Linked DNA regions of Gasterosteus aculeatus: all the other regions are linked to region 1. A link is a contact called in public Hi-C data. All regions are on one chromosome and are shown on one strand. Each heading gives the region's core, a stretch centred on a gene start, on an enhancer-like site or on the middle of the called end of the contact. The rest is flanking DNA. Distances are from core to core; before and after follow the strand shown. Region 1 holds the start of tfap2a (transcription factor AP-2 alpha). Region 2 holds the start of eef1e1 (eukaryotic translation elongation factor 1 epsilon 1). Region 3 has its middle 72 kb from the start of slc35b3.

What was found. Hi-C and Micro-C count contacts between places; a contact is called where the count stands out from the background.
Region 2: a contact with region 1 is called in a Hi-C map of skeletal muscle, with 3 times the contacts expected there. The contact joins the promoter of eef1e1 here to the promoter of tfap2a in region 1. A contact is called at or near these places in 4 of 6 Hi-C or Micro-C datasets (skeletal muscle, tail fin and whole body).
Region 3: a Hi-C map of whole body shows a contact between it and region 1, with 9 times the contacts expected there. The contact joins the enhancer-like site here to the promoter of tfap2a in region 1. A contact is called at or near these places in 6 of 6 Hi-C or Micro-C datasets (blood and trunk muscle, liver, skeletal muscle and 2 more).

Annotation. Positions count from the first base shown.
Region 1 is chr21:11,726,352-11,730,839 of fGasAcu3.hap1.1, reverse strand. tfap2a (transcription factor AP-2 alpha) reads left to right here and starts at 2,160. Exons shown (of 7, transcript XM_040167706.2): 1 at 2,160-2,340. The coding sequence starts at 2,308.
Region 2 is chr21:11,322,220-11,326,707 of fGasAcu3.hap1.1, reverse strand. eef1e1 (eukaryotic translation elongation factor 1 epsilon 1) reads left to right here and starts at 2,171. Exons shown (of 4, transcript XM_040167477.2): 1 at 2,171-2,382; 2 at 3,074-3,271. The coding sequence starts at 2,299.
Region 3 is chr21:11,441,855-11,446,342 of fGasAcu3.hap1.1, reverse strand. No RefSeq gene overlaps it. Among protein-coding and RNA genes, the nearest start is that of slc35b3, 72 kb to the right of the region's middle. Within about 2 kb of position 2,427, at least 3 of the 9 cell types and tissues checked have open chromatin away from gene starts, as enhancers often do.

The sequences.
Region 1 (4,488 bases), core at 911-3,410:
TTTGAACATGTTTCTTTTGACCAGCTGCTTTTTTGTTTAATTTACCGATGGGAAGGCTCACCACGAGCACATTCTCATTTGGTTTCAATTACAACGCAATATGGTTTTAAATCCATCTCCGGAAGCTAGATGGCGCTATAACACAATTTATCACAGTTGGGAAGCAGCGTTTCCATACGATGGGCCCCAAAACCTTCTCACTCAACCGACACTGTGATGCGGTGATCTTTGAGAGCTACACGGGGGGTCCTGTACCGGGACCGCCAGGTCCTCAGCAGGCTGACACGTGCAGCTGCCACAACAACAACAACAACAACAACAACAACAACATACCCGCTTTGTTAGAACATTTTCCAGCTTCTCCATCACAGGTCTGTGTACTTTAATGAAACGAGGGAAAGAGGAGACAACATGAAGTAAGAAAAGTTACTTCTTTTTTTTTCTCAATGAGATTGAATTCGTAATTCATCCAGTTTATTAACAGGATTCTTTTTTTTCCCAACGAGACACGATCCCCCTCATACACACACACACACACACAACGGATACCAAATCAATATAGAAAATGTTATATGTAATAATAACAATTACAACAATGCTTACATCAATAATCATTTTATTGTAATTTGTCTGAATCGGAATGGCTGTACAAATTGCCTGCGGTGCCGCCGTTGCCGACGCCTATTAAACACAGCTTGCAATGTTAGGAAGCCGAGCGTCGCCCGGAGGCCCAGTGCGATGCTGGAAGTGGTTGGAAACCGAGCCTTAGACAAACAGGCTGGATATCCAACGGGGACCCCCGCTCCTGTCTGAGAGTAGCTCACTGTCAGACAGCTCTGCTTTAAAACTTACTCCTCCCTTTAGTGCGCAGAGCCCCAAACTATATTTCTGATTCCCCCCCCCCCCCCCCCCCCCCCTCTTTACCCAGCCCTCCTTTGTACAGTCCTGGAGAGGTCTTTATAGCTGCAGGTATTGTGTGTGTAGTTAAAATGTCTTCGCCTTTGAAGTCAAACATGAAGGCTTGTTTTAAATATTAACACTGCAACAAAAAAAAAAAAAAGAAGAAACAAAAATCTTTACATTCGATACGGAATTATGCAACCCCCCTCAAAAAAACAGGATTTATAGGGCTAAATGCAAAATCTCAACAAAAAGTTGGTCCAATAATCTCAGTGTATGAATTAAATATGTCTAATATAAAGTGTTAGATGTGGTGAGAGAACCGACGCAGCTGCAGCGACGTGTGTGTGTGTGTGTGTGTGTGTGTGTGTGTGTGTGTGTGTGTGTGTGTGTGTGCTCCGTAAAGGACTTGAAAGAGGACAAAAAACGGGTTTTGGACTAAAGCCTCGACCATTATCACCTCTGTCATTGCACGTGTTGCTCTCCTCTCTGTATGCGTGAGTGTGTGAGTTGTAGCGCGTGTGCGCGTGCGAGACACAGAGAGAGGGAGACCTCATTCGCTCTTGGCCTGGGGGGTCTACATAAGTATTAGAAATAAACAGTGGATGAATAAATAATGACCCTCACAATAGCAGGGCTCTCTGCGCAGAAGTAATGATGTTGGCAGTTAACCTTCAAGTTTTCTAACTTGACACAGTTTCATTTGCAATGAGGATTCATATACAATTAACAGGAGGAAAGTATAAGATAAATACACGTCTTTTTCGGTTCTTATAACATACTACCGATTTGATTTAAATTTTCTTTCGCCCATATTTACCTATCTTGTTTAATATCATGTTTATTAATTTAGTTGTGAGATAAATTAAGGGGAAAGGTAAACGGCATCGCTTTTCACTCCTTTTCATTTTTTAATGCAAATTTACATGAAGCAAAGAATTTGTTACTCAACGAAAAATTAACTGGATGTGTTAACAGCTTCGATTTACACTCTCTGCAAATATATCTATATTTCGTAGTCACAGCAGGGACTATGATTAAGCTATAGTGCATTCCGGTATCTCTTGAGTTTCCTCAACAATAACTAATATTTAAAAACATGTTCGTTCGATCATTTATTGTTTCATAAAAACCCAATCCGTAGTCTTTGAAGACAAAACAGGCAAATGCAGAAACCAGACACAACGTAGGTGATTCCACTTTCCCCAGGTAGTTTCTCCTTACGCGTCCACACCCGGAGCACTGCGCATGCGCCAACACTCCGCAACACTTTTTATGGCCAGGTGAGACGATCCGGTCAGGCGAAAAAAAAACAACGTAAAAGGTTCAGTTCGGCACCGGAGGCTCAATGAGATAGACACGGAACCGGATCTACCGACAACGACCAAAGGCAGCAGAAGACACAGAATGTCAATTATGGGCAGAATGGGAGAATGGCAGGTATGTGCTGCTTACTTTTAAGACAAAGACGCGGCGGGTGAACCGTGGAAACTGTCAAAATGTCCACTTTTGTTGTGCAGCAAGAGGCCGCTTTCGTGAACACGTTCCATGAAAAGAGTCGGTGTATAGTTCACAGGCACACGCTAACACGAAGAACTTATTTCATAAGGAACGCTTCTTCTTTTGGGGGGCCGTGAAAGAGTGAGGATGTTGATCGCGTGGGGTTGTAGGTTGTAATTCAGGCGGACGGTCATGTGTTTGAATCAGAAATGTGTGGAAAGCATGAGACGTGGGTTTTGGTCGTGGAGTATTTCATATGAAACGCAGCCCTTAATATGCGGTTGCGTGTCTGAGGTGAGATGTGATTCGTCTAGCCTTTCGCGTGTATATTCACACAGGATCCATATTTGGATTGCGTGTTTCCCACTCGCAAGTTTCCAAAGCATCCCTGGTCTCGTCACTGGAATACGGGGCCTTGTTTTGTGAGGTGTGTGGGGGGTTAAAGAGACGCTAAACTTTAGTATCACTGCTTTAAAACGGAGGAAAAATCATCCCCACAGACAGCCAGGCTGGATCAACAGAAACGCACATGCACATAGCTGTCATTGTCAGCCAGTTTCATCGCTCCATTCTCATTAATAGCCCAACTGCTGCTGCTGCTGCAAAAAAAAAAGACAAGCCCTCCACCAAAAATGGTAATCTGGGTTTTTAAAACGAGAGCAGCCAACGCCTTGAAAGAGCCGGCGACCTGTCTGCCGACCCACGACCTGCTGAGGTGAAGGCTCGGCCGGCGACAGGGAAGAGCCGGGCTCCCCTGGCCGTTCATTCAAATGAAACAAGGCCATGTTGTTGTGTTAATTATTTACATCCCCCCCCCCCCCCCTAACCCCCACACACCGGCAAGCCCTCCCCTTACAGGTAGTCAATGGACCTGTAGAGCCGCTCCGAATGGCTCACCTGTTTACCATAACACAGGAAGAATGGCCTCTCAAGGCTCCGCGCTCTCAATGGGATTAAAATAACAGTTTGGGAGTTTTTTTTTTTTAAAAAGCCCAAAAGTGTGTGTCAGGGTTGTATTTGCATAGGCCTGCCGTCCTAGAGAAGTAATGGAGACACGAGGATGAGCGGATTTGTTTTCAGTCAATGTAGACTCTTTCTTACAGCAGCATGATATTTGAATATTATTTCGTTCTTCGTTATGAAAATTGAACGTGAACGTGTAATTTGTGCAGCCCGACGCGCTTTGCTCGAGCCTCGACTTGTAGAAAACCGTCCCAGGTGCATGCAGATCCACATGCATGGCTCTGCCCTCTTCCCCCCTCAATACACGCACACACACACAGCTCGCAGAACAGTCGGAATAATAAGCGTGTATAGCGTCCTATCGTTTTAGTTTTTACCTGTGCGCTGTCCATTGGTGTTGGTGTGAGCAGATGAGGGGAGGGGGGTGGGGGGGGGGGGGGGGGGGGGGGGGGGGGAGAGGGGGGGGGGGAATCAAACGACTGTTGATATGCTAATGAGGCCCTGTGCCAGTGTTATTACAGAGCTGCTCCAGCCCTTCACTTCTACCATTAGAGGGAGACCTCAGAGCGCAAGACAGACAGAAGCCCACAGCTTCAATAAAAGTAGTTTTTCTGAGCGGGGAGCACAATTCACTGAGTGAAAACAAGACTAAGGCGATACCACTCAATATCCACCTCAACAATCCATGAAAATGCTTTGGAAATTAACTGATAACATTAAATATGAAGATTGCGAGGTAAGGGACTCCTCTTTGATTTGTTTAATTTAATTTAAGTTTGATATTTTTGTTTAAGATGATCACTTTAGGGGTACGTTTCATTGTTTTGATCCAAATATGTCAGTCTTTTGACAGGTGTTAGTGAACACATTTAATTTAAGTGCAGAAAGTAATAGATACATGTTTTTTATATATATTTTACTAGGATCTTCTGTTTGGGTATTTGTGCGTATCAAAATTAGAAGATAAGCAGATAGTGGTAAAATCGATGATAAGAAATAAATAAACAAAAATAATAACGATGGTTTTGTATTATGCTAATAACAGAAATATTTTAAATGCAATTCACACCAGTTACATCTTTATTTTCATTTTTTAAATATCACATAAAATATTTTATCCATATA
Region 2 (4,488 bases), core at 922-3,421, 400 kb after region 1:
AAAAACTCAAATATGCACCAAGCTCTTTGGACAGGATCAAATAAGAGGAAAAAAAACTTGACAGGAGCGGAAGGTACGGGCAGCACGCCGACCCCCAAACATCTGTCTGTCTTCATCTCACAACTCGCGGCCGTCTCCCAAACTGTCACCCCCGCCTCCTGGCGCCCGTCCCCATGTTCTCTCCACGCTCGGAATCCGACCTAGCACCAATATGCAATTTCACCAATCTGTGCTGACAGCGTTCATGTCGACCACTCAGAACCAATCCCTCCGCTCTCCTTCTGCCAGCGTCCGTGTGGTTAGGATACAGTATCCAGTCAGAGAGCTTTCACAGGTTGGTGAAAGGTAACAGAGGAGACAGGCGGGGCTGCGGCTCTGCATCCCAGCTAGACAAATCAGTGTAACGGCATATTGTAAGTTACAGACTTGGCAGAGGAGGGGGGGTAAGGGGGGGATACATCTACCAGGGCTGAAGCTGTTTATCGCTATGCCTGCCTTGGGAAGCCCCACGGCACAAACGGTGACCCCCCCCCCCATTGTAGATTTCCTTACTAATGTGACCCCAGATTGTGTATCACAATCAGTATGAGAAAACTCCCACAGGCTACAGTTAGGCCCGGGCACTGGGGATCATTGTCCTCAGCCCGCCTGAGAACAGACAGGATGTGGCAGCTTGGAGGCATTTAGTTAAAGGAGACGCACTTTAACGCTGCAGGCATTCATTTATGGAAGCCCCACTAGGGTAAAAGTGTATGACGTGCCGGAGCCTGTAAACAAACAGATGAAAAATGGTTAGATGAAGAAAAAAAAAAAAAAAGAGGAAATTAGCCTTACCTTGTTTCGTAGCATGTAATCATTTGTGATAGTCTGTGTACTCATTCTTATAATTAATTTGTTTTCTCGGACAGCTTTTTCTGACCAAATTGGGTTTAAAAATATCATCTGTTCGTTTATATTAAGTCCACACGTTGAAAGGGAAAGATGTGGATTTATGGGTGGAAATAGTTCACATGAGGCACAAATGAGATCCAAGAGGCCCCTGAAACTCAACATTACACGGCTGTGCAGGACGAGATCATGGAGCAGTTAGTCATAATTATCTTACTACGTTAAAATACACAGTGAGATTTCTTTTCGTCATTAACCCGATTTATTAAAATGCCAAAGTATGACAGCGCTTGAGCTGCAATCCAGAGCGTCATTGGTCCATTGTGTAGTCAAAGCAATCTAACTATGCACAACATGGAGAAACAAAAAAAAGTACCATAAAACTGCAGGTGTACGCAGCGGTTTAAACCCCTCCAAGACTCTGATTTTTATATTTTATTGCTGTCTGCATGACGTCCAGTGAAGAAATATGAATTTGATTTGTATTGCTGCAATGGCTGACAATCACCCTGGGCCTTGTCATTCAGGTGAGCTGTAACAAAGGATGACTGATGGGGATGCAAAGATTGTGCTGTGACACCTCTGCCCAGCTGTTCCGCTGTACAGTATCTCACAAACACACTAGTATATTATCACATACACACACTTGGACAGCATATACTTAATAAGCCCAATTTTGACTGACAGGTGACATTTCATGATGCCCTGTGCAAATGCAAACTGACAGGACACAAACAATGTCACAGGCAGGACACGCTGCAGAGACAGACGGACAGGACAGGGAAACTTTGCTGCCGGACTTCTGACTGAAACTCCAGACAGACCTTCCGCTGTCATTTTGATTCGTTGAACCAAAAACCATTACGTAGAAGTTCTGCAGGTGCATTGCGTAATACCCGTCTTTGATCAGATTATCCCACACCAGCAGTTTAGCCTCCTTATGAAATGCTGGGATACGCTCATATCCAATAACAGCATATTTCACTGAGAGGTTGTGTTTGTTATTAAATGAAATAAGTATTTGAAGTCTATTTTAAAATGTTGTCAAACATACTCACAAATCAGCCTAGCAGATAACATCAGTAAGGATGAACTAAAGTAAAATGTTCCTTTGTATACAATGTTTATATTAAAAGAGATTATTTATATTTTTTTTAATGTTGGTAAATTATATCTATAGTTTACCTACTCTTTATTTTCCCATTTATTTTTTTTATTATTCTGTTTTTTTATTCGACTTTATATATTATTTTGATGATGGCTCATTCCTTGATGCAACGTAGGGAAAGACTTGAAAGCTGTGTTTAATTGGTTAACACAACTATCACTCAAACCATAGTGGGCGGGACTCGAGAGTTTGACCCAATCGGTTAACACGCACGCTGCGCTGCCCCTTCGCCAGCCAGAAACATGGCTCTACGGGAGCTGTCGTCGCTGGAGAAATATTTAGGATTGAAAAAGCCGAACAAATACAGTACACAGGGGGAGAAAAAGGTGACATGACCATACTTCTTTGTGGCATCCTCTTCGGGCTTTAAAACGCTGTTTCATTCTCGTAGGCGGCTCAATCACTACCGTAATGAGGACACAGCAGCTAGCTAACAATGCTAACAAGCGAGTCGTGTGTGTCGAATAAGCCGGCATCGTCGTGTCGCATTAACCCTTCGTTATCAGTTCAGTCAGTGACCTTTTTCCTCGTTTGGGCTGAAGCATCAGATCCACGCAGCGACATGTGTCGCCACTTGTCTTGTTTCCACTACTCGGCACAATGGAAATAGTCCCGTGCTGTGCGCATGCGCGTCCATTGAATCGAAGCGAGGCAGGAGTGCGACGTCATGCCTAATACGCATATATGTGCTTTATGGGATTCCACTGAACAATTCATTGAAACGTACAGATTGTGAATACGTTGTATTGCATATAATCACTTGTATCAACCTAAATAATCAACTTTTTCATCAATTAATTTTATCGAGGGGAAGGCGGACAATCACATCCATCTTTAAACTGGCTCTGGGGGACCAACAAACAAAATAGCAAGGGTACAATTTTTGCCCTGTTTTGGAACATGTTCTCTAAAGCAACATAAGCAAACACAGGCACAGCTGCTGTCTGCATTTCAATCAAATAAATAGAGAACTCCCTTCGTATCTCCATCTCACCATCCTCCCTCGTCTCCCTGCAGGTGCCTGTGCTGCAGAGGGCCAATGGTCCCCCCCTGGTTGGCTTGGTGACGGTCGCCTGTCACCTGGCGAAAGACGCCAAGCGCCCCGAGCTGCTGGGGGACTCCGCGGAAAGCAGGGCGGTGGTGCAGCAGTGGCTGGAGTACCGGGTCACCAAGCTGGACGGCTGCACGAAGGAGGACGCCAAGACCGCCCTGAAGGTAGAGAGGCGGATCGTGGTGGTGGTGGACGTCTGTTGGAAATGTCTCCCGTCCTCCTTTGTTTCTGCACACTCAAATGCACCTGTGCTTGTGACTGGAATTCAGCGAGCCTGCTTGGATGGAGCTTTGGCTTCCATCATGTCTGTCTGTGTTTTTGTTTTCATTATGACTGCAATAAGATTTCTTTAGAATAATTCCCTTTACCTTTTGAGAAGCATCTCAGTTTCTCCCACATTCCCTCCCTCCCTCCCTCCTTCTCTCTCTCCGTCCACCAGCTGGGCCGCTGTGCGTATGTCTTGTTAAAGTGCAAGCGACAGGGATACCGACTGATGTATGGCCCTTCAGTGACACGGCCCCCACGCAGCAGAGAAAACCCGCCTTAATGTGCCAGTCAGCGTGAAGTGGATCGGCGCCTCTCGGGCACGGTCGCGTCAGCGTTGAAGTGTGCGTTTTTTTTTTTTGTTTGCCTATTTGCGTGTCCGCGCGCTCCGAGGAGTCGCGCTGTGCGGCGGCGTGTTTCCTGGACAGGCCTCTTAAATATTTTAATGGTGCCACTTACAGAAGGAAGTCGCCCTGAGCAGCGGAGTTCTGGTGCCTGCCCGGTGCCGCCCCCCCCTCCCCTCCATCCAAGTCATCTCCCATTAAATTATCCGTGGATACTAAATAAATAAAAGAATATGGGGGCGGGAGGGGGGACAACTGTCAACAGCAAGACTTCTTAAACTTTCTCACCCCAGGACGCAAATAACAAACCTGTTAGTGAAGCGAGCGTCTTGTCACTCGTGTAATGTGATGACGAGCGCTGGCGGTCAAATTCGGCCCTGAACACAAAGATAGTTTGTGAATGATCGTCTGTCAACCCACGTTAAACCAGTCAGGCCATTAGTGAGCGACCGCCTTCCTGTTCATAAATATTTAGTCAAAGGAGACCACCAACGTTGTGCTGCATTACAGACTCAATTTCACATTTCTGACTGTTATATGTTTTTGCAGCACTAATGTGAAAGAATTAGAAAACAATGACCATAATTTGACATGTTTTCAACGCAGGCATTTAATGGTATTGAGGATTCATTCCCACGGTTTTTGACCTGCCAACAGTAATGGAGGCCTGTATCCCCGAGAGCACTACGACGTTGAGTTGGGATGCTAAACTCGATGTGAGGTCACGTTATCTGGGTAGAAAATAATGTCCGGTCGATCATGACAGCAGCAGC
Region 3 (4,488 bases), core at 1,178-3,677, 280 kb after region 1:
GTTGACAGATAGGGTGTTATTTGAGTTCATTTGGGGGAAGAAAAGGAAGTGCACTATCATCACGGTAAATTTTAAGGAAAGCAATGTGTTTTTGTCAAAGCGGAACTCTTGCATTAGCATTTAAACACCTTCACTTTTCACACGTAATTTCAGTTCATTAGAATGACTTTCGCACAATAAAATGACAACTTGATATGCAAATATATCTTGTTGTTTTTTGCATACTGTATGTACAGTACAAAATGCTGTTAGGCGATCCACACGAGGCAGGAAGGAGTTATGGAGCTTTGATGGTATATTTTCACAGGCACAGCTGTCAATTCATCAATTTGAGCTTGAATCTGCTCACTAGCCGTATTCGTATTCTTCATTTAGTTAAAGTCCCAGCATGTGCGCAGCCTCTACGTGAGGGTTATCAGGGTCATCGTCAGGGCAGATCAATTGGTCGGTTGCGTCTGGCGGAAATAATAAGGTCTCAGCACGTAAGAGTGACATTAAGCTCATAAGAGTTGTGCACATCTGAGTCCATTCCAACCTCTTACATTGTCTCCAGCCCTCAGAGAGCAGGCCGGGGCGATGTGGAGGATTCGGGTGGAGAACCGAGGTGCTGAAGGGGCAGCTGCCCTCGCTTCGGTCTGAGTCCTCTGACCCACTTTTCCCACCTTTTCCACCTCTCGCAAATTTGCCCACCCACCGCAGACTCCCCCTCCCGCTTTTTTGCTGAAGATTAATGGAGTGAACCACAACCTGCTGGCGGACTGGAGGTACGGTGGGAGTCTGAGGTGAGGCCTGACAGAAGTTTGGAGTGCAGGATATGAGTGGAGTGCGGTTGCGTATGACCATTTTGTTCCCAAATATTCATGGCAGGTCCGTGGGGAGTGTCCTTGCTGTGAAGACATCTTGTTGCGGGAGCTGCAGCTCATATTTCACTCTCGCTGAGCTGCCTGAGTTCTGTCTTTCACTCTTTCTGTCCCTCTGCCTTGAGGGTGAAAAAAGGCAAATTCTCAAAACCTGAAAGTATGTGAGAAGACTTGGCTGGACAGAAGTTCAAAATGTCATAAGGGAGAAGTTGTGTTTCGACACGAAACCGCGTTCGTGCTCATCAGTGAACCTGTCAGGAGGCCGTTTGATGTCGTATTTGGGTGATGTCCTCGGGCGTCGTGTTTGTTTACCTTCCATATGGATTAGCTTCATATAACACGGACAGTCCCGTGGAAGATGCAGCGAACCCATTTACAACCCTCTTACTTTCACGTATATTTCCTTTGCACAGGAAAAGTTTACCCTCGATGGGATTGGAATTAATAATAAGGTCCAAGAAGAATTTGTCAATATAATTCACCCCGAGATGGAGTTTTCTACAGAGCAGAATGTTTCTCAAATTAACCCAATACCTCCACCTGCATAATTGATAGAGTCCTCATGATTACCTAATGAGGCTCAGGGCTTAAGCCCTATCCAACAGACCCTAATTACAAATATGTAATATCCCCCCTCCGCTTCAATTAGTATTAGAACAGAAGGTTACGAATCATTCAATATTTATGTGGACGGTGAACTTCAAGGTTAAGGAGACTGGTCATTTAACCTCAGCTCTAAAATAAAAGTCATTTTCCTTAATTGTCTTTGATGAGAACCACTAACTATATACAGTAGCTGTGGGAAGTGCTCCATCAAGTCAGGTAAAAGCGAGATATTAGTGCCGTATTACCGTAGTCTCTCTTTTAAATTTGGTTGAGAGTTGAGAAAATCTGAATCATTCATACACTTTGAGATGAATTGCTGGGTGTTGTTTTTTATGTTTTAGACATTTATAACAGCTGCAGTATGCTTTCTTCTCTTTCTTTGTCCTCAATAGCTTTGCATATTTCTTTGGAATACCTGAGCCAAACAGGTGTGTGACGTAAGGTAGCCGAGCTGTCACACCTGTGGAGGGATGGTTTCGGATTGAAAGCACTGGAGGCGATGGGAGTAATGGTGTATGATGGGAAAATGTTCTGCAGACCTGTGAGCACCAACGCTCACGGAAGAAGGGATCAAATGTCAAGGTGTGCCTGTGTAGAGATTTGTGCTTTTGTACATATACATTCAAAGATGTCTTACATATGCTTTGTCTTTTGTCTTTGTCAGTGTTACATTAAACAGAATAACGCATGAGCTGTTGTTCTCATTCAGAGCTTGATTGCAGTCATTATTTTACCGTTGCTCTATTCAAGCTGCATGGAACGGGGCTTTAACTTTGGTCTTGCATGAGTCCACCTCGTCCATGATGTGTCCAACCATTGACTGGGGGGTTTGATGGGGGGGGGGGGGGGGGGGGGGCTGCAATGGCCTTGTGTCAGCAGTGGAGACCACAGAGCAGGGCCTGGGACTCAGAGACTGGGCTCGGAGCCAATAGCCTGGAGGCCCAAGACTACACCCACTGGCCTGGACCAGCCCAGCACAGCACAGCACAGCCTCGACCGGCCCATCCCAGCTCCCCTCAGCCCCCTCCTCCCCGTGGCCTCCCTGCACCTCCACCAGCTGCGCTTTTCTGGCTCCAGCTGCTAGGTGTGTATGTGTGTACCCTGCCCGCCCTTTCCATACCCCCTCTATCCCTCCCATCTCTTGCTTTTTTCTTTTCTGGTTTCCCCCCCTCGTTCTCTTATTTCCTCATTCCCGTTTGTCCTTTCTGCGTGTCTTTTTTTTTTTTATATCCTCGCTGCGTCTCGTCCTCCCGTGCCAAACGCAGGGTTGTAATAGTGCCCAGCAATTACTGAGTTGGCATGTGCTGCATTGTTTACTCACAGTCCTATTCCTACTGGACTTTATTAAAACACCATCTGCCGTCAGCTGTGGAATGGTAGGAGAGGTGGTGGAGGAGGAAGGCAACGGGAGAAAAGCGATAGATTTGGCTTCAGAACGGAAAGCGAATGGCTGGACTCACACGGAGAGGGCAGTCTGCCTCGGTGGTCTCTTGTCGGAGGGACATCCACAGTACATGAAACTGACGGAGCTAAATTAGATTTTCAGTGCAAACAAAGGGTGTGGAAATGGGAACAAACCAAGTGAGTTCCAGGAGACAAGTTTTTGCTGTTTTCAAAGGGCTCACAAATGCATGAAAATGTTAAATAAGTGAATCAGGTTTTTTTTAACACCACCTCTTTGTCCTTGTCCTACGCAACATTTGGAAAAAAAAAACCTTGATCAAGTCTGTCAAGCGACTCAGGTGCTAAATAGCATGCGGGGTAATAACAGCATGACCACGCCTGCTTATGGACACATCTTTTGTCCCACGCACAGATGCACATGCGGCGCCATGCTGGGTAATGACATTCTGATGATTATTTCATCAGCTGTAATTTGTTATGGGACATGCCATTTCGGACCGGAGCCTGGATTGATTGGATAGTTGTTGAGAGGAGGCGGCCTGGACCCGGTACGAGCTGGATCAATTACTCAATTATTGCAAATACTTGGTGTGAACCGTTCTGGCACAATGCGGGTGTGTTTGTGTGTGATATCGTGATCATCTCCATTGTGTGTGTTTTATGGACTCAACATTGATGACAAATGATTCTCTTTTTACCTCATTTAGAAAAAATTATGTATTTTAACTGTTTTTAGTCATCTTCATGCAAATTTAGGTCAAATCCCATAGATAGACACAAACAAGTGAGAATTTACAGAAGCACTTTCATGTACTCACACTCACACAACACAATCCAGACCTTTGACCTGCATGACGGCCTTCCAGGATAAAAACCGTATTTGTTGCCCGCCCGAGTGAGTAAACTATTAAAGATATATTGGCGAACGATGTCTACATGTTTTCCACTTTAATGAATATAATGCATGTGCCACGTGTACCGGAGGAGGATCAAATGAAACATTTTGAAATCTTCTGAAATAGAAGTCACACTATTGAGAGCAAGATTGACCTCCGATATTCATGCACATATATGTCTATTCAACTAAATGAGAGCTAAGAAGCAATGTCTCGTTATTTTTTTTTAATTCATCAGCCCTGCAGCAATTATTTCCAGGCTTTTACTAATAACACGTTCACACACTGTCCATACAGTGTAAAGCAGCAACAGTTGATGTATTTTTGTGCTCTGTAAATCTGTCTGTGGATCAATGAGGTGGAAGACAAAAGTGCACTTGCACAGTGTACATTTGTCTAAACATAACATACAATTAAAAAGCCTGGATGTCTTCTAGTGAGTCTGCTTCACCGAACACACTTATTATAATTGCCTGCGTTTTCTGTAGGAAAGTAAAGGTCATCTGAGCGATGAGGATGTGAGGTTAAGAAGGGGCACTTGTTTAGGAAGCTGCACCAGGCTTCGTTGGTACATCATGCAGAGTAAAACAGCCCCGTGTCGCTGCTGACATTCTCAACAGAGGGAATGTGGGCAGTATAAGAAACAGCGAGGAATGAAGAGAGGGGAAATGTCAGTTTCTGCAGCACGACGTAGCAAGCACATAGGGTTCAAGATAGCTGGC